Regions from separate parts of the Mus musculus genome. Here regions 1, 3 and 4 are each linked to region 2. Evidence: chromatin contacts called from public HiChIP or PLAC-seq data. All regions are on one chromosome and are shown on one strand. Each heading gives the region's core, a stretch centred on a gene start, on an enhancer-like site or on the middle of the called end of the contact. The rest is flanking DNA. Distances are from core to core; before and after follow the strand shown.

What was found. HiChIP or PLAC-seq counts read pairs in DNA pulled down with a chosen protein or histone mark.
Region 1: an HNF4G HiChIP or PLAC-seq map of pancreatic cancer cells shows a contact between it and region 2. The contact joins two enhancer-like sites. A contact is called at or near these places in 4 of 15 datasets of contacts at CTCF or cohesin (CD8 T cells, the NIH/3T3 cell line and embryonic stem cells), 19 of 484 Hi-C or Micro-C datasets (the 3T3-L1 cell line, the C10 cell line, CD4 T cells and 14 more) and 25 of 115 datasets of contacts at active chromatin or transcription factors (the 230-238 cell line, CD8 T cells, the HPC-7 cell line and 19 more).
Region 3: an HNF4G HiChIP or PLAC-seq map of pancreatic cancer cells shows a contact between it and region 2. The contact joins the promoter of Rcan3 here to the enhancer-like site in region 2. A contact is called at or near these places in 2 of 39 promoter capture datasets (both in liver), 3 of 484 Hi-C or Micro-C datasets (CD4 T cells, the G1E-ER4 cell line and liver), 2 of 115 datasets of contacts at active chromatin or transcription factors (effector CD8 T cells and pancreatic cancer cells) and 2 of 9 other capture datasets (adipose tissue and liver).
Region 4: a contact with region 2 is called in an H3K4me3 HiChIP or PLAC-seq map of bone marrow-derived macrophages, with 8 times the contacts expected there. The contact joins two enhancer-like sites. A contact is called at or near these places in 3 of 15 datasets of contacts at CTCF or cohesin (the NIH/3T3 cell line, embryonic stem cells and large pre-B cells), 8 of 484 Hi-C or Micro-C datasets (bone marrow-derived macrophages and embryonic stem cells), 18 of 115 datasets of contacts at active chromatin or transcription factors (the HPC-7 cell line, the NIH/3T3 cell line, T-cell acute lymphoblastic leukemia and 12 more) and 1 of 9 other capture datasets (embryonic stem cells).

What each region holds. Positions count from the first base shown.
Region 1 is chr4:134,973,663-134,978,069 of GRCm38.p6, forward strand. No RefSeq gene overlaps it. Among named protein-coding and RNA genes, the nearest start is that of Syf2, 45 kb to the left of the region's middle. Within about 2 kb of position 2,134, at least 50 of the 459 cell types and tissues checked have an H3K27ac peak or open chromatin away from gene starts, as enhancers often do. A contact at or near this core is called in pancreatic cancer cells, where this site is marked.
Region 2 is chr4:135,201,319-135,205,445 of GRCm38.p6, forward strand. No RefSeq gene overlaps it. Among named protein-coding and RNA genes, the nearest start is that of Runx3, 51 kb to the left of the region's middle. Within about 2 kb of position 2,078, at least 161 of the 459 cell types and tissues checked have an H3K27ac peak or open chromatin away from gene starts, as enhancers often do. A contact at or near this core is called in the G1E-ER4 cell line, adipose tissue, bone marrow-derived macrophages and 3 more, where this site is marked.
Region 3 is chr4:135,431,292-135,435,827 of GRCm38.p6, forward strand. Rcan3 (regulator of calcineurin 3) reads right to left here and starts at 2,514. Exons shown (of 5, transcript NM_022980.4): 1 at 2,321-2,514.
Region 4 is chr4:134,996,412-135,000,714 of GRCm38.p6, forward strand. No RefSeq gene overlaps it. Among named protein-coding and RNA genes, the nearest start is that of Gm42327, 53 kb to the right of the region's middle. Within about 2 kb of position 2,745, at least 70 of the 459 cell types and tissues checked have an H3K27ac peak or open chromatin away from gene starts, as enhancers often do. A contact at or near this core is called in bone marrow-derived macrophages and pancreatic cancer cells, where this site is marked.

The DNA of each region.
Region 1 (4,407 bases), core at 884-3,383, 230 kb before region 2:
ACATGGGTGTGAAAGGCAAAGGCAGACTCGAGAAGGAACATTTCACTGAAGCAGACACAGGAGAGAGGATGTTCTGCTAAAGCAAGCACGTGAAAGGACATGAGATGAAGGATTCTTTGCTAACAACACGCATGTATTGATCCACCTTACTTTTCATAGTTGAGCTGCATTTGTCAGGACTCCACAGAGGGAAACAAACCAAAAAACTTCTGGTGCTGTGCTGCAGTTTCTTGCTGCTTCCTTAGACTCAGGCTGATTAGATGCATGTGCTGAGGCAAGACACGTGGAGGACAAGTGATGTTTGGAGGGTAGAAATAGGACTCCATAGAGTGAGGGGGAGAGAGAGAGAGAGAGAGAGAGAGAGAGAGAGAGAGAGAGAGAGAGAGAGAGAGAGAGAGAGAGAGAGCTAGGCTTGTTTATAGAACTAGTTGTGTAACACTTGTGGGTCTCATGTCTTTGCTGATCTTCGCCTCCCTGAGAGAGGCACAGCCGAGAACTTCTCCTGCTGTCCCTCTAGGTCCCTCCTGTTGACTTGAGCTGAGACTGAGTCCTGGCTGTCTCTGCTAGGTCGTGCCACCGCTGTTGCTATCCTGACTCTACCGAGCTGGACTGCTGGTGTATCCATGAGGTGTTGGTGAGTGGATCGAGCTGCCACTGTTGACCTGTGAACTGAACTGCCAATTTCCAGACAACACAGATGGGAGTTGCTCCAAAGAACCTTTCTAAACAGGTCCACTTCCCCTGTATCCTTTCTTTTCTGCTCCTGGTGGGTGGTGGGCTACAAGGAAGGTTAAAGTGTTTAAGAACCATCATTAAAAGTAAACAGGGTGGGCGTGGTGGCGCATGCCTTTAATCCCAGCACGCAGGAGGCAGAGACAGGCAGATTTCTGAGTTCGAGGCCTGCCTGGTCTACAAAGTGAGCTCCAGGACAGCCAGGGCTACACAGAGAGACCCTGTCTCGAAAAACCACACACACACACAAAAGTAAACTTAGAAAAAAAAAATCAAAGTTCCACTGGGTTCCAGAATTACACTGTAATCAGGTCCTGGGTTGCTGCCTCTGTGTTTCTGCCACACTGTCATATGGAAAAGGCCCTTCCAGGAAGCGGGCCCTGCAGAACCTTGAACCGAATTCTCTGTTTTCTGTGACGGGCTCAGTCTTGAGCATGCTGTTACAGTCACAGAAAGTAGACTGAGATAGCAAGCTCTTCAGAGTCACTGGGCCTTTGGAGGGACTCCTCTCTTACCTAGAGCTGACCAGAGATGCTCTGTTCCCCACAGCCCTGGGTCCCCTTGTGTTTCTTTCCCCATCAGGTGGGACAGGTAAGCTGCTCTCTGGAGTCTGTGACACAGTAAGGGGTTGTTGACTGACTATGTAACACAAGTCAGACATGTCTCTTGGCAGTCCACAAGTTCAAGGTCAAGAAAGCCATTGTCAGCTCAGACTCTAGCTACTAAGTGGTGGGGCTTATGTGTGTGTGTGTGTGGGGGGGCTTTTTGAGGTGTTTCTATTGGCCACTCTGTGGCGGTTGGGTGGCTGGGTCCTATGCAGATAGGATGCAGGCCTGGGAAACCAATGTGCTGGCTGCTTGTATGGCTGTGTGACCTGTGATTATTGCTTCTCTAACTATTATTCCCAATTGCAGCTCAGTGAATGCAATTATGCTGTCGAGGCTCCCAGCACAGTAGCGCCCCCTAGCTCCTGCTAATTTGCTGCTTCTACCCTCTTCTTACCTTCCAGGGTGGGATTAGCCTCCTGGGAGCCCTTGGCACCAGGGCTGGGCTGTGTCTCAGTGGTTGCTGGAGCTTTGACGTCATCTCTTTGATGTGGGGTTGTTGAATCGGGCAGAATCCTGCTCGGCTAGTCCAGCGCCGGGTACCAGACAATTGAGCCTTTGTGCGTGTGCCCTGGGGCATCTGCCCACAGAAACCTGGTGGCTCCGAACACCTCTTGTGAAAAAGTAGCCTTCAGGAAAAAGGGACAATGAGCTTGTCATGTCCAGGAGAGAGCAGGGTCTGAACTGGGGTGGGCACCGGGTGATTACAAGGCAGACCGGGAGCTCCTGGGAAAGCCATGGGCAGGCAGGGGCCGGGGCCTCTAGAATGTGTGCTAAGGGTGTTGCCTGCTGTGGTTATGGGAGCAAGTCTCACTTAATTCTGCCAAACCACCTTGCTTATTGCTCACTGTTCTTAGAGTACAGAGGCTGTGTTTCACCCTGTCTCGGGGCCTTTGGATACGCAGAACCCTTTGCCTGAGATTTTAATTTTTGATTATGCAGAAAATGCCAAAGAACAATTATTTTAGCCCCTTAGATTCCCATGTCTGGACAGATGACATTTTGTCTTTACTTCCTGCAGAACATTATTTTTGTGTATGTGTGTGTGTGTGCGTGTGTGTGCGAGTGTGTTTGTGTGTGTGGTGTGTGTGTGTATGCGTGTGTATGTGTGTGTGTGGTGTGTAATATGTGTGTGTGTAATATATGTATGATGTGTATGGTGTGTGTAGTATATGTATGTATGTGGTGTGGTATGTGTGTGTGTGAGTGTGTGTGTGTTTATGTGTGGTGTGTGTGTGAGTGTGTGTTTGTGTGTGTGTATACGTGTGTGTGTGTGGTGTGTGTGTATGTGTGTGGTGTGTAATATGTGTGTGTGTAATATGTGTGTGTGTGTGTGTGTGTGTGTGTGTGTGTGTGTGTGTGTGTGTGAGTGTGCATGCTTGCTTTCTTGAATGTGCTTTTTCCTTCGGAGGCCAGAGGAAGACATCAGGCATCCTGTTCTGTTACCCTCTGCCTTATTCTTGTATCAGGTCTCTCTCTGAAGCTGAGACTCACCATTTTGGCCAGGTCGTCTGGCCATCGAGCCCCCAGGATCTATCTGTCTCTATCTCTCCAACTCTGGAGTCACAGGCACATGTAGCCATGCTTGGCTTTTATGTGGATGCCTGGGATTCAGGCTCAGCAGGAGTCACCTTTATCTGCTGAGCCATCTCCCTGGCTTCAAGTTCTCAGGGCAGGAGAGGTTTTCCCGTGTCTGCATCCTTCATGTCCTGTCCCCACATCCTTCCTATTCTGTCCTTCACCACTGGTGAACTGTCAGAGCAGAGGAGAGGGGATGGACCGTTGAGCATGGGGGGACGACCTGGATGGCATCTAGGAGCAGAGAGTGTACATGAGGAGGAGCAGACTGGTGGAAGTGGAAGCGCGGGTCCAGCTGGGTAGTAACGAACTAATGTTGAGAGGCCAAGGGTTGGGAACTCTGGGTGAGGGCAGTGGCAGGGACTCTGTGTGCTGGTCTTGTAAAACAAAAAAAAAAAAAAATCACACACACACACGATTTGTTTATTTTTTTAAGGAGCAGATGCTCTGAGCAAACGTGGCACATTCAGAATGCCAGCGTCAGGAGAGGGAGGCAGGAAGGCAATGGAGGGTGACGCCTGGCCTCCTATTTGGTGATTGATTGTTTTGAATTTTCTACATAAAAAACCTAAACTAATCTGAGAAGAAACGCTTCTCTCTTTTTTCCCCTTGAACTGCGATTCTTTTTCTTTTCCTGCCTTATTGCATTAGCTAGAGTTTCTAGTATGACTCTGAACGGGGGTGTCATGGCTGCCCTACGCCAGATCTCAAGGGGGAGTTCCTAGTGCCTTATTGTTTTTAGTATAAATAATCCCCATGTGATATTTTGGAACATAACAATTCTAAAAATGTATTTTTTCTTTATTATCTCAAATTTAAATTTAATTCTAAAAATGGGAATGTATCCACGGACTCAAATTACAAAGGTAGTCATTGTCCTTTTCTCCCAAATTAAAAAAAAAAATCTTCTAAAATTCTGTTGACCTCATAGCTCAGGCTCATAAGCCCAGCTACTTGGGAGACTGAGGCAGGAAGATCACAAGTTCAAAGCCAGACTGGACTACAGAGTGAGTTCAGATCAGCCTACGCAACTCAGTGAGACCCAGTCTCAAAATGAACTAGTAAAAACAGAGGGCTGGAGAGACGGCTCAGTGGTTAAGAGCATTGACTCAAGGTTCAGTTCCTAGCACACACATGGCTGCTTACAACCTCCTATAGCTGCAGTTCCAGGGCATCCAGTGTCCTCCTCTGGTCTCCAAGGGCACATACATTTGGACAAACACTCATACACATAAAATAAAAATTAATAAAATTTTAAAAGAAAGTAAAAAGAAGCCTAGGGGTGTAACTCTGTGGTAGAGGGTGTATGCAGCTTGTGTGAGAGTCTGGGTTCAAATTCCAGTAAAACACACACACACACACACACACACACACACACGAACATGCTCACACATTCACACATATTACATGTATACAGACAGACATACACACACAGAGATATAGACATATACACTCACGCACAGACACATCCATCTATCCATACACATATGCA
Region 2 (4,127 bases), core at 828-3,327:
TTAGGGGCTGGAGAGATGGCTCAGTGGCTAAGAGCACTGGCTGCTCTTCCAGAGGACATGGGTTCAATTCCCAGCACGCACATGGCAACTCACAACTGTCTGTAATTCCAGTTCCAGGGCTTCTGACACCTTCACACAGACATACATACAGACACAACATCAATGCATATAAAATAAAAATAAATTATATTTAAAAAAAAAAAAGAAGTATCCTAATGCCTTGCAAAAGATGAAAATACGGCCAAGGTATATAACACAATTTCTTCAGGGTGTCTATCTAGAAAGCAAAACACAGCCCTCAAAGGAGTCAAATTTTTACTCCCTAACAAGGCTGCTGCCCGGAGCATCCTTCACAGAGACTCCCTATGAAGACTTGCCTGATTCACTGAGCAAGAAGGCAGAGCGGTTCTAGCCTCATGGTCCAGCCTGGCCTAGAGTGCAGCCACACCAGGCAGAGGGGAGGAAGATGGCGGCCTGACCGGCAGCGCACAGTTGTAGAGGGAGAATAGGGGACTGTGGACCTGGGGATTCTTCCTGGTGCCCTTGGGTCAGGAGCCCTGCAGAGCATCAACCTGGAATCCCGCAAGCTGTGCTACAGTGGAGAGGATGATTAACTGGCCTGGAGCCAAAACCTCCGCTCCCCACAGTCGGTGCCACGTGGCTTCTGCTGGGAGTCCAGCGCGCCGCAGCTGTGCCACGTGGCTTCTGCTGGGAGTCCAGCGCCGCAGCCGTCAGCTGTCATAGCAAGAACACTGACTGACTGGCAGCCCCTCCATGATTATGGTCGCCTTGCCCACAGTCCTCAGTAGCCTCTCTCTACTGCGATGCCACAGACTGGGCTGAAGAGCTGTCCCCGGTGGTGTCCCAAGTACCAGTCGAGTCCACCGTGCACCTGCAAGGCAAGTCCCTCAGTTTCCTCACCTAAGCACTTCTGGTCCTCCTGACCCAAACAGGTAGAGGGTTCTCGAAGCTTCAAATCTGTGGAAGAAACCACAGAACTGCACTGCAAAAATAAAAACGCTCCACAAGTTTGGGGATGCAGCTTCAGAAGACGGGGCCTGTCTAGCATATGTGAGACCCCACGTTTGATCCACAGCAACACACATGCATGTGCGCACACACACACAGAGAGAGAGAGAGAGAGAGAGAGAGAGAGAGAGAGAGAGAGAATTAAAACAAGCAAAACTAAAGAAAAACACATACCACAAAGAGAACACTAGAACCAGGGCTGGTGACATACATCAAGCTACTTGTCACACTTGTCAAAGCCTGAAGACTCCAGTTTGGTCACTGGAACTTATAGAAGAAGAAGAAGAAGAAGAAGAAGAAGAAGAAGAAGAAGAAGAAGAAGAAGAAGAAGAAGAAGAAGAAAAGACTCCCAAAAGTTGTCTCCTGACTGCCACACGTGTGCTGGAGTGTGTGCTCGCACACGCAATACTGATAAGAATTAAAAAAAAAAAAAAAACAAACTCTCTCAAGTCATTAACTTAGAAAGAACACAAGAAAGTTAGTCGAAAACAAGATGCCAGTGGATAAGATACTAGCCAAGAAACAATGGAAAGTTAAAAAAAAAATGGCTGGGCCTGTGGACATTGCTCAGCCGCAGGAGCGTGGTTTCCATTGAAGCTGAGAGCAATGGAATGGAGCAAGACACACCCCCACCCCCACCCCCACCCCACCCCCATAGTACCTATCAAAAGCCTTAAAACAGCTCCATTTTGTTCACATTTTTCCTCTCTTTGTCTGTCTTTCTTTTTTATTTTTGTCTGTTTGTTTATTGGGGGTTTTGGGTTGTTTGTTTGTTTGTTTGTTTGTTTGTTTGTTTTGAGACTGTTTCTCTGTGCTCACACTCAGAGATCTGCCTGCCTCTGCCTGCTGGGATTAAAGGTGGTTCACATTTCTTAATCTGTTTCCTAAGGCTATGCTGGTGGAACACTCCCCGCCCCAGCCAATGCCCCCCCCCCCACATACTCTCACACTTTCATTTCCCATTTCTGCATATTTCCTCTGCACTCCATACACGGAGTACAGCCCCAGATGCGTGCTCAACGACATCACCCTCCGGCTGTGACTAAATGTGTCACCATGAGAGCTGGAAACAACCGAGCCCTGCTCATCGTGGGACAGGCGAGCAGGGAGGGGATCTGACCAAAATCTAGAGTTCCAGATGACGCGGAGATACTTGCAACATAGTCGACTAGTGACAGAGAATAAAGCCCTGCCGCCCTCACAGGAAAAGAAACCCCTAGTCAACAGGCTGGAGACACACCGCAGTAGGCTGTCCCCGAGGGCCAGTCGCAACTCAGGGTGGGGGGTAGGGGTGAGGGTGGGGGTGGGGCTGCTGCCAAGCCTCTTGCTTCCGGTGCTTTCCAAACATTCTCAGTGAGCAGAAAGACTTTCGTCATCGCCTAAGCAATAAAAATAAAATAAAACAAAACAAATAAAACAAAACAGCGGTACTCTTTCTTCTTCACCCTTTGTCTTTTTCTCTCTGCAAAGTTCCTTCATGGGTCAGTTGAGGTTGGTTGGGTAAATGTCTGTGAGGGTGTCCGTAGCGGCGCGTTCGTGAATCAGCCTCAAGCCTGGCTTGCACTGCCTGCCTGTCTCTATTTACATTGCTCTCCCTTGCTATTCCCGATGCTTGTGGAAGACAGAAAAACCCAATGTCTCTGTTTAGTCACATCTAGCCACGACACTGATACTGGGAAAGCATCAGGCTGCCCCATACAGATGTGTTTTAACCTGAAATGGACACTGGGTGTCAAGGATTGCCTGTGGCCTGGCGCCTGGCGAGTGGCATTGTGCTACCCCAGAGCTGGAGAGACCCGTAAAATCTGGCAGGAGAGGATAAAGATACAGGTGTGGCCCCATAGCTACGGCCCCCATCCACCCACCCCACCCCCATCCTGCCCCCATTGAGCCTCGAGGGTTTGTACCAGATCAGCACTAACCCCCTGCAGTCCCTCTCTGGCAAGGAACTCCGGCCTTGGCCATCCTTGTCACACAGACGCTGGAGACAATCCAGCTTCCTGCTGTCATGATTGATTTCTACTTGACATCAGATAAGGAAAAGCAGGTGTAGAATGTCAAGTTCAAATGTGACGGCAGAGCCCTGCTGGATTTTCCCTTCAAAAACCAACTGCCAGTGGCAGTGGCAAAACTGATCCCGGGCTGGGAACTTGGGATGGTCTGTGTTTACAGTTATTCACATTTCCCGATCAAAACTGCAAAACAGGTGACCTCGAGGTTCCTGCAGGGACCCCTGAGTCCCAGAAGGATCTGTAGGAATAGGGAGCAGGTTTGGTTTGGTTTGGTTTGTTTGTTTGTTTGTTTGTTTTTTAACTTTTAAAGAGGAGGCAAAACATTTTTCTGTTAGCATACAGATGTGGTGTGAGGTCATGGGGTGTGTGTGTTCTCATCTGTACGAGTGGGCATATGTAGGCTGTAGGCGTGTCTGTGACGTCCCAAGGTTGATAGATCTGCCTCCATTGTCCTCCATCTTGTTCATAAAAGTAGGCTCTGTCAATTAAACCCTGGGCTTAACGATGGAGGGCTAGTGTCATCTAGCCAGCTTACCCAGAGACCTCAGTCTTCACCTCCCCAGGGTTGCCATGTCTACCCAGATCCATTTGTTAGCACTTTATCCACTGTGTCATCTCCCCAGCCTGGGGCAAAATTGTTTGGATGCTTTGAAGGAGTTTCTGCCCAACAGAGGCTGACCTCCCAATTCGGGCTTTTTTTTTTTTTTTTTTTTTTTTTTTTTGGTTTTTGGTTTTTGGTTTTTGTTTTTTGGTTTCTTTGAGACAGGGTTTCTCTGTATAGCCCTGGCTGTCCTGGAACTCACTCTGTAGACCAGGCTGTCCTGGAACTCAGAAATCCGCCTGCCTCTGCCTCCCAAGTGCTGGGATTAAAGGCATGAGCCACCACTGCCCAGCATTGACCTCCCAATTCTCCCCCCAACCTCCAAGTGCTGGGATTCAGGTGTCCCAAGCCTCCTCTAATCCTCCTGCTTTCCCCAGACCTAAAATCCCTGTCGGACTGAACAGGACCAGCCTCTTCCACACCCCACTGAGCCAGAGCACGCAGCGCAGCAGGTGTCCCTGGGACCGCTGGACTCTCCTAGCATC
Region 3 (4,536 bases), core at 1,264-3,763, 230 kb after region 2:
ATGTGCATAAACTCACACACAGACACAATTGAAAACATGAATTTTTAAAAGTTATCCTTCTGGAGCTGGAGAGATGGCTTTTGCTCTTGCAGAAGACCTGGGTTCAGTTCCCAGCACCCACCCAGGGGCTCACAACCCCAGGATAGCCAATGCCTTCCTCAGACTTCTGAGGACCCCAGGCATGTCTGTGGCTCACAGAACAAGCAGACAAGACACTCATACACATAAACTTCTAAAAACCTAAAAATTACATTTCTGTATTCTGTTTTCAAGACCTAAAGTCACCGCATTTTTATTGATAATCTATAACTGTCCCTATCACTGGTGACATTCCTGCTCGGTGTGTTAGTATGAGAAAGACGAAATGTAAACACCGCCTGCCAAGGCTGTGGAGAGTAGCTGACTCCATTCCGTTTGCTGCATGTAACTCAGACACCCGAGCAGAGCCGGTTCTCTTCAGGGCACTGCTACTGCAGCTCAATGGCGAGAGGGTTTTTCTGTTTCTCTGTTTTCATATTGAGGATTGAACCTGGCATCTCCAGCATGCCGGTCAAGGGCTTTACCATTGAACTACATCACTCTAGGCCAGGCTGAGCTTTGTGTAGGTTTTTGGAGCTGGGTGGCAGGTCTGGAGCTCTAAGTTATAGTATCTTCATGCCTGCCCACCCCCCCTTTGGACCCACACTTCCTGTAACATCATGCAGCATTGCTTCTCGTGGGTTAGTGAGCACTCCAAGGTTTTAAAACCTTAAAATATAGCATGATTGAATAGTTAAAAAAAAAAAAATCAAATCTGTGTTCCCCCAAAACACTAAAAGCTCCTCTCTTGGAAACTGGCTGCCAATGAAGCAAATTGGAAAGCTGCAGTGAAGAGTAACAGGATACTGATTTCATCTTTTTCATAATCCTCCCACATCCAATGTATAACTGAACGCTAACGTGAAATCCCCATCAAAATGAACAACTGTGCATGCTGCATAAACACCCAGACTCTGAGACTTAATATATTCCTCAAATTCTGCCCTTTTACTTACTTCTGAGTTTGTGTACATGCATCAGGTGTGTGCATAAGCCCTCAGAGGTCAGAGGAGGGGTGGGATCACCTGGAACTGAAGTTACATACGGGTGCTAGGACTCAGAGCCCAGTTCTGTGCAAGAGCAGTAGGTGCTCTTAACAGTGGACATCCCCCGCCCCCGGCACACTATTTTGTTAACATATATTTATTGAATGTTTATATGTGTGTTTGACTGTGGCCTCAGCAACACTCAGGTATTAGTCAAAGGACAACTTGCAAAAGCTGATTCTCTCCTCCTGCCATGTTGATCCCCGGGATCCGGGAACTCCAACTGTCAGGCTTTGCAGTAAGTGTGTCTGTCTGTACCAGCTGAGCCATCTCATAGGACTACATATTGATATATTGGACTAGAGGTAATGGCATTGTGTTAAGATAGGTTTTATTTTGTTTTGTTGGGCAGGACCGTATTATGTAGTCCAGACTAGTCTCCCACTTGCTAATATTATAAACGTGTGCCACACCCAGTTCTTAAAATAACATTTTAAAGTAATCACTAATCATAGCTACAGATGGTCAATTACTTCTCTGGCCAACTAGTAGATGAGAGACTTCTACGAAAAGTTCAAGTAAATGTATTGTCCTAGATAGCCTTCAATATTGGGACGCGAATATATATATATTTGGTTTTAAACCCTACAATAAAACATCACTCTACATAATCCTAGTTTGAATCTGAAACATGGACGTGAGCCGCTAGAATCTTAATCCCCAGAGGAGATGATGAGATTTCGCACGGAAGCTGGAACCCCACAACCTGGAAACAGACAGCTATTGAAGGGTTCAAGAGGAAGCGGACAAGTTTCCAGATGCCAGGGAAGCAGAGAAGCACGAGGATTCCTGCATCCTGGGGGAGGGGAGGAGAGAGGGGAGTGGGGCTTCCACCTGCTGCCAGGAGGGTTTTACTAGCCACACCTTCCCTGCCCTCCGGGAGGGGGGGGCCAGGTTGGGCCTGACATCTTTCAAAAAGTCGAACTGCGGGTGGAGAAATTGCTGGTGGAGGAGAAAGGACCTGGGGGCGAGGGTTGTTTTGCAGGACGTTACCCCGAAGCTGCTGGGGGAGATCCTGGGCATCAGGCGGTTGGTCCTTAGCAACGTCTAGGGGGTTCCTGGAGGATCTGGGCAGCTGCTGCTCTAGCTGAGGCTGCTTTAACTTTCAGGGATCCTGGGGATCCATCACCCAGAGCTGCTGCAAACCTGTTCCGAGCGGCCGCGACCCGGCCCCGCCCTGCGAAGGGGAGACTCACCTGTGCGCTCGAGGGGAGAGGCCCGAGGGGGGATGCCCACGAGCGCGGCCTGGGGCGGACAGACCCTCACCACCCGGAGCCACCACGCCCTCAACGCGGGCCGCAGCGGCCGCCTCAGCCGGCGACACGGGCGGTGACCTAGGGCTGAGCGAGGTTGCCAGCGTCGCGCGCGCTCCCGGGCCCGCGCGCCTCGCGCCCTCCCTGGGTTCCTCGCGCCCAGGGGGCGCGCTGCGCCGGCGCACAGACAGGAGGGCGGGGCTGACAGCTGGGTGGGCGGGAGTCGCCGAGTGGTGGGCGGGGCTCTGGGGGCGGGGGTGGGTTCTGCGCGCGCGCATTCGCCTGCTCCTCTTGGCTGGCTGGCACTGGCTTTGAGGGACTTGGGCCGGCACTCTTTTTTTTTTTTTTTCCCACCCCCCCTGGGCCGGCACTCTTAAGGCAGAGGCTTTCCTTGACCTCCAGAACGGGACTTTTGATGTCCCCTTGGTATCCGCCGCCCCCAAGAAACATTTTCTCTCTCTTTTTGCTGACCTCACGTGACAGTGACAGGAACAGCTAGCCGGGATACTAGGAACCTTCTCGGGGCGGGTTCCTGTGAGCTTAACCCGGGGTAGCCTTCTAGGAACCTGGCAGCCGGATGTGCCCGACCTCGCCCCGCAGCTCCCGTCGCCCAGTAGAGGCGATGGCGACGTGGCTGTGCTATGGGTGTCACCAGGTGTGTGACTGCGCGCGCCCCATCCCTCCCTCCATTGCACCCAGCACAGATGTACAATATTAATGATATTTGCGTTTGCCTTTCCACACAGTCTTGCTTATCTCCCTTGGAGATAATGGAACATTAATTATGTCTAGGTCAGGGTTTAGGCTAGTAGTAGCGCCGAGGCTGGCTGGCATTTTAATTTTAATTGCTGTTGCTGAGACCAGCCTGTCAGGGAGCTGTGCCCTCTTCCAGCTCACAAACTGGATGAACGGTACAGAGCTGGAGAACTCTCAGCTCCCGCTAGAAGGATTCTGCTCTGCTATCCAGGCCGTATGGCTCAGTTCTGAGGGTCCTTGCTCCCAACCCCGGACGCACGTGATGGAAGGAGAGAACTCCTGCAAGTGTTCTCTGACTTCCACACGGCTGCCCTTCTGAATAATAAACAAATAATAAATAGAAAATCAGCTTTTGTCATTTACGCAAGACCCTTCATAGGACAAATGAAACAAGGGGGTCAAAACTAAGGACACAGTGTTGTCACTCGGTGAGAGTCATGGGCACAAAATGCAGGGCATAGCATCCTCGTCAGAGTGACTCCCATAGTGTCCCCCACAGGATCACAGTGTTGTATCCCTTTTGCTTTAGGAAGTTTCTGCAGCTTTCCACCCTGAGGCTCCTGATTAAACTTGACTTAACACGTCAAGTTCTTCACTTTTTCATCAAAGAATTATGGAGAGTGACTTCTATACTCACATCAAGAAGCATAGAAATGTTTCCCCTTGGGCTGGTGAGATGGCTAGATGGTTAAGAGCACTGACTGCTCTTCCAAAGATCCTGAGTTCAAATCTCAGCAACCACACGGTGGCTCACAACCATCTGTAATGAGATCTGACTCCCTCTTCTGGAGTGTCTGAAGACAGCTACAGTGTACTTACATATAATAATAAATAAATAAATCTTAAAAAAAAAGAAAGAAAGATTCTCTGAACTCAGTTTCTGAGGTGACTCAGTTGGCTAAATACTGGGTTCAGTGAGAAATTGCGTCTCAAAATATGCAATAAAGAGTAAATGTGGCCAGCTTCTTACCCCCACAGTCATATGTGCACAAGCACACAAGTATGCATGTGTATGTGTGTACATGCAGATTTGTGCACACATACACAGACGTGTATATGTAGCACACACATGATGGAGTTCTAAGTCAGTGTGTGTGGGAACTGCTGCATTCTCTACCCCTGCTCAGGAATGAATGAGCTCCGGGAGCCTTAGGAAGGGCTTGGAGCCATTCTAAGTTAAAAGCCTGGCTCCAGCTTGCATTGGTTATTATTTCCCAATGGTTATGAAGGCCCTGTGCTGGGGGTTGAGCTCATAAGATCAAGGAGCCTACCAAGAGAGAGGAGACAGTGGTTGTGAAAGGTTACATGTACCAGTGATGTGCTGGCAAGTAGAGAGAGAAGGTGGTACAAGTGCCTGAGGAGGGCTTCTGTAGGTAGTCAGATGGGAGGGGGCATTGCCCAAT
Region 4 (4,303 bases), core at 1,495-3,994, 200 kb before region 2:
AGGACATGGGGACAAGGATCCAGGCTCTGGCCTGAGGCCTTCTAAAGCAGCTTATGGGGCCCGCACTATGGCCTGGTGGACCCTGGTGAGGAGCGTCTCAAGACACTCATATAGATCCATCACCAGCAAATCTTAACTGTGGCAGAGTCACCCCAGGGAAACGTTTTTGAGATGCGACTGTCTAGGTAGCTCAGGAAGGAGGGCCTGATTCAGTAGGGTAGAGTCATGAGATGTGCCTTTGGTAATTCTGGGTTTTCATTTTAGCCCACTAAGAATTACCAGTCATTTTTGGGCATTTAAAAGCTGATAAACCTCATATGGGGTGGGGGTGGGGGAAAAGGTGGAGGAGGGTGGGGGGAGGGTGGGGGAGGGCAGAGGTGGGATTTCTTATTTGACTTTACCTTTCTCTAATGAACACGGCATCTTCTACCTGACCCCCTTGCTGTAACCCATTTACCTTGAGAATCAGAGTTTGAGACTCAGGCTGCCACGTGGGAGTGGGCAGGGCTGGGAATGAACCCAGCCTGACCCTCAGATACACTGGGGATTCTCTGGGCTCAGTCTCTTGATTGAATCACTCTGCTTGCCAGGGCTGGGATTTCACAGCTTCTATTCTTCATTTGAGGTCTTCTAAAGAACAAGGCAAATTTGTACTTGTCCATCATTCATTCTTTTCTTCCTTCCTTTTCTTTTTTTGAGACAATGTCTCTCTACATAGCCCTGGCTGTCCTAAACTCACTATATAGACCAGGCTAGCCTTAAACTCACAGAGAGCCGCCTGCCTCTGCCTCCTGAGTGCTGGGATTAAAGGTGTTTGCTATGTTTGGCTTACTTCTCATTTCTAGACAGCAGAAGATTTCTTGGAGCTGGTGTGGTGGCGTGCACCTAGAATTGCATCCCTCAGGAGGCTGAGGCAAGGATGTCCTACCCATTACGGGCAGCCAGGCTACGCAGTGGTTTCAACCACCCCGGCCACCACAGCACAGAACAAACATCAAAGTGGTATTTTATCTTGTGCATGAGACCACTAGACACTTTCGTAAGTCTCAGATATATTAATTGGATTTTATTAATCTAATTTTTTCAATCCCTCGAAAACTGGCGATTTTTTCTTGAGAACAATTTCATCATTACTTTCAGTTATGCAGAAAAGACTAAAATAAGAAGAAGAGGGAGTGGTAAGATGGAAGCATCCAGAAGGGTGAAGTCATGGTGACGTGGGCCCTCTTGGCTGGGTGATTCTGCAGTTTCTGAGCGTGTCACTAGGCTGAGTGAAAAGTTGGACCCCGAAGCCGTCCACACCCCACCCCTTGGAACCTGGATGTTTCCTTACACAAGAGAATTTGAAGAGGTGATTAATACCCTGTGATAGATCATTCTAGATTATCTGGGCGACTTGGGGTAATCACATGGGGTAATTCGTAGAAGGAGCGGATATGAATAAGGGGAACTGGGGGCAACCAGTGGAAGGAAGACTTGTTGGTGTTTGCTGGGTTTGAGTTTGGAGAGGTGAAGCCGTGAGTGTGAGTGGCCTCCAAAGCCAGGGAAGACGCTGGAAAGCGTCCTCCAGTAAAGGTCACGGTCCTCCTGGCAGCGTGATCTTAGCCCTGCGAGGCCGTGTTAGTTATTGTGTTTGTCTGTGTGACTCCAAGTCAAGGGAGGAGGCTTTATTTCGGCTTGTGATTTCCTGGGGCACAGACCATCGTGTCGGGGAAGGAAGGCATCACGGCAGAAACAGCCCTCAGCTGTGGTTCAGCGAGCTTGCTCACATCTAGCTGCATCAAGGTAGGTCAGGAAGTAGAGAGGGACTAGGAAGTGGCTTGGGTTATAAAGCTCAAGACCCGCCCCTCAGTGATCCACTTCCTCCAGCTAAACTCCACTTCCTGAAGGCTTCACAACCTCTTAAAGCAGTGCCGGTGGACAAAATGTTCAAACACGAGTCTATGGATATTTCCCATTCAAATCGTAACAGACTCACTTCAGATTTGGACCTCCAGAACACACGCTCCCCCCTCCCCCTCCCCCTCCCCCTCCCCCTTCCCGCCTGCCTCTCCCCTCCCCCGCCCCTTCCGTGTGTGTGTGTGTGTGTGTGTGTGTGTGTGTGTGTGTGTGTGTGTGAGAGAGAGAGAGAGAGAGAGAGAGAGAGAGACAGTAGCAAGATGGAGCTAATCCAGTGGCCTAAAACACTGCATTGTTAGAAGATATAAAAAGAAGGTTGAGGCTGGGATTAGCTCAGTCAGTAGAGTTCTTGCCTCCCATGGTGCAAAGCCAGGGCGGGTTCAATCCTCAGCATGGTGTGAACCAGGCCTGGTGGTTCTCTCCTGTGATCCCAGTAGTACTCAGAGGTGGAGGCAGGAGGATGAGAAGTTCAAGTACACCATGAGTTTGAGGTCCGTCTGGGATACACTGGACCCTGTTGAGTGAGTGAGGGGCGGCTGCAGGTGTCATTTTATATCATCCTGCAGTGTGAGTCTTGCTTCCATCAAATGCAGTTAAGGAGTCAGAGCCGCCCTCCCTTTCCCTCTATAGTGACAACAAGGAGAAAAATGATGGAGACAGATGTCCCAGGACTGTCAGATGATTCAGAAAGCACTTGCAGGCAAACGACAGCACCACAGACTTGAATTAATGAAGATGTCGAAACCAGCCACAGGAGTGGAGTCTCAGCCGGTGAGTGTTCACAGTACAACGTCCCAGATGAATTGTTCTCAGACTCGAGATTGAACGAGTAAACAAAATTTCAGGGGAAATGTGTTATTCTCGCCTGCTTAGTCACCCTGCGCCGTTCTGGGCCAAGAGCCTAGGTGTTCCGTTATTCTGGCTCATGGGTAAGCAGCAGTCTTTAAGTTTGAGTGCCAACTTGTACTTAATTGAGTTTGTAATTCAATTACCCTCAGCTCCTAAGTGGACACAGACAAAGATGGGTGTTCTTGCTAGTGGCTGGGGACGGGGGGGGGGGGGGGGACAGGGAGCTGAAACAGAAATCAGGGAATGTTGTCTGGGTTGCTGCTTGTAATTGGTGTTTGCAAGTCTAAAAATAGAACTCTTTTGCAATCTTGGAGCAGAGATGACTGCCTTTCTTCCCCAAACCAAATTACGAATCATTAGAGATTTCAGAAAATGGAGCTGGGGAGATGGCTCAGGGTTCAGGAGCAAGTGCTGCTCCTAGAAGATAGGGGTCCATTCCTAGTTCTGTGTATCACAGGTAGACATTGAGGGCTCCCAACCATCCATGACTCCAGTTCCAGGGGATCCTCTTCTGACGTCCATGGGCACTGCACACACGCGGTACACAAACATACATACAGACAAATCACCTATAGAGCTAACATAAAAATAAATTAAAAACAAAACAAAACAAAAAAACCAAACCTCTTCAGTGTTAGAACTTGGCTTTGTGAGTGTGTGAAGAAAATGAGAAACGAGAAGGTCAACTCTGGGAGATGCGCTTTGGATCCGAATCCAGATTCGCGAGCCTATGTCCGTGGTTCTGTGTGGAAACTGTTGAAAATTTAGTCGTATATAGACAGTGGTACCCATTTCAAGCATGCATACCTTTAAAACTGGAAATCTGGGTTAAAATGTTTACAATGATTCTGTTTAAGGTTGTGTAAGAAGAGCTGATGAAGTTGGCCCTCACTCCCTTTATTCTTTGTGTGGATTTATGTCCCTGTGTGCGTACATCAGGGACAGATGCTGAGTGACCTCACTAAGCTGTTTCGTGTCTCGGCGCAGGCTGATGTTGAGTGCCCCCGGAAGCTGCTCTTCACCCTGTTTGAGATACAGTCTCTCACCGAACCCTGAGCTGGCTGACTGTCTCAAGCAATAGAATTGGACATATTAATGGGAAAATGGGTAAGGTGATAGATATTATGGTAACTAATAGATTATGAAGAAGAATCAACTGAAGAGGGGAGGGGATGAGGGTGTCCTTGCGTACCCTAAGAGCTCATTACTTACCCTATGGAGAGACTCTACCAGGTACTATATGGGAGAGGCAGGTAGCTGGTTGGTCCCCAGGGTTCTGCTTCAAGGCTGTGCACTCTTCAAAGAGAGGTGCTGTTCATTTGCAAAACAGCTCCTGGTGCAGCACAAAACCTGGCAGAGCTTTGGTGACCCCCAGAGCAGGGACCCTGTATTTAGGGCTGCGTGTCACCAGTGCCCTGACAGAAGCTCAGCGTCCACCTACTGGTTGCAGTGCTTTGGATTAAACCCACACAGCTCCAGAATACGCAGGTAGCTGTGTAAAGAAGCAGAGCCCCCAAGGCCTTCTCTTTCTGCAGCTGACACCTTTTATCCTGGT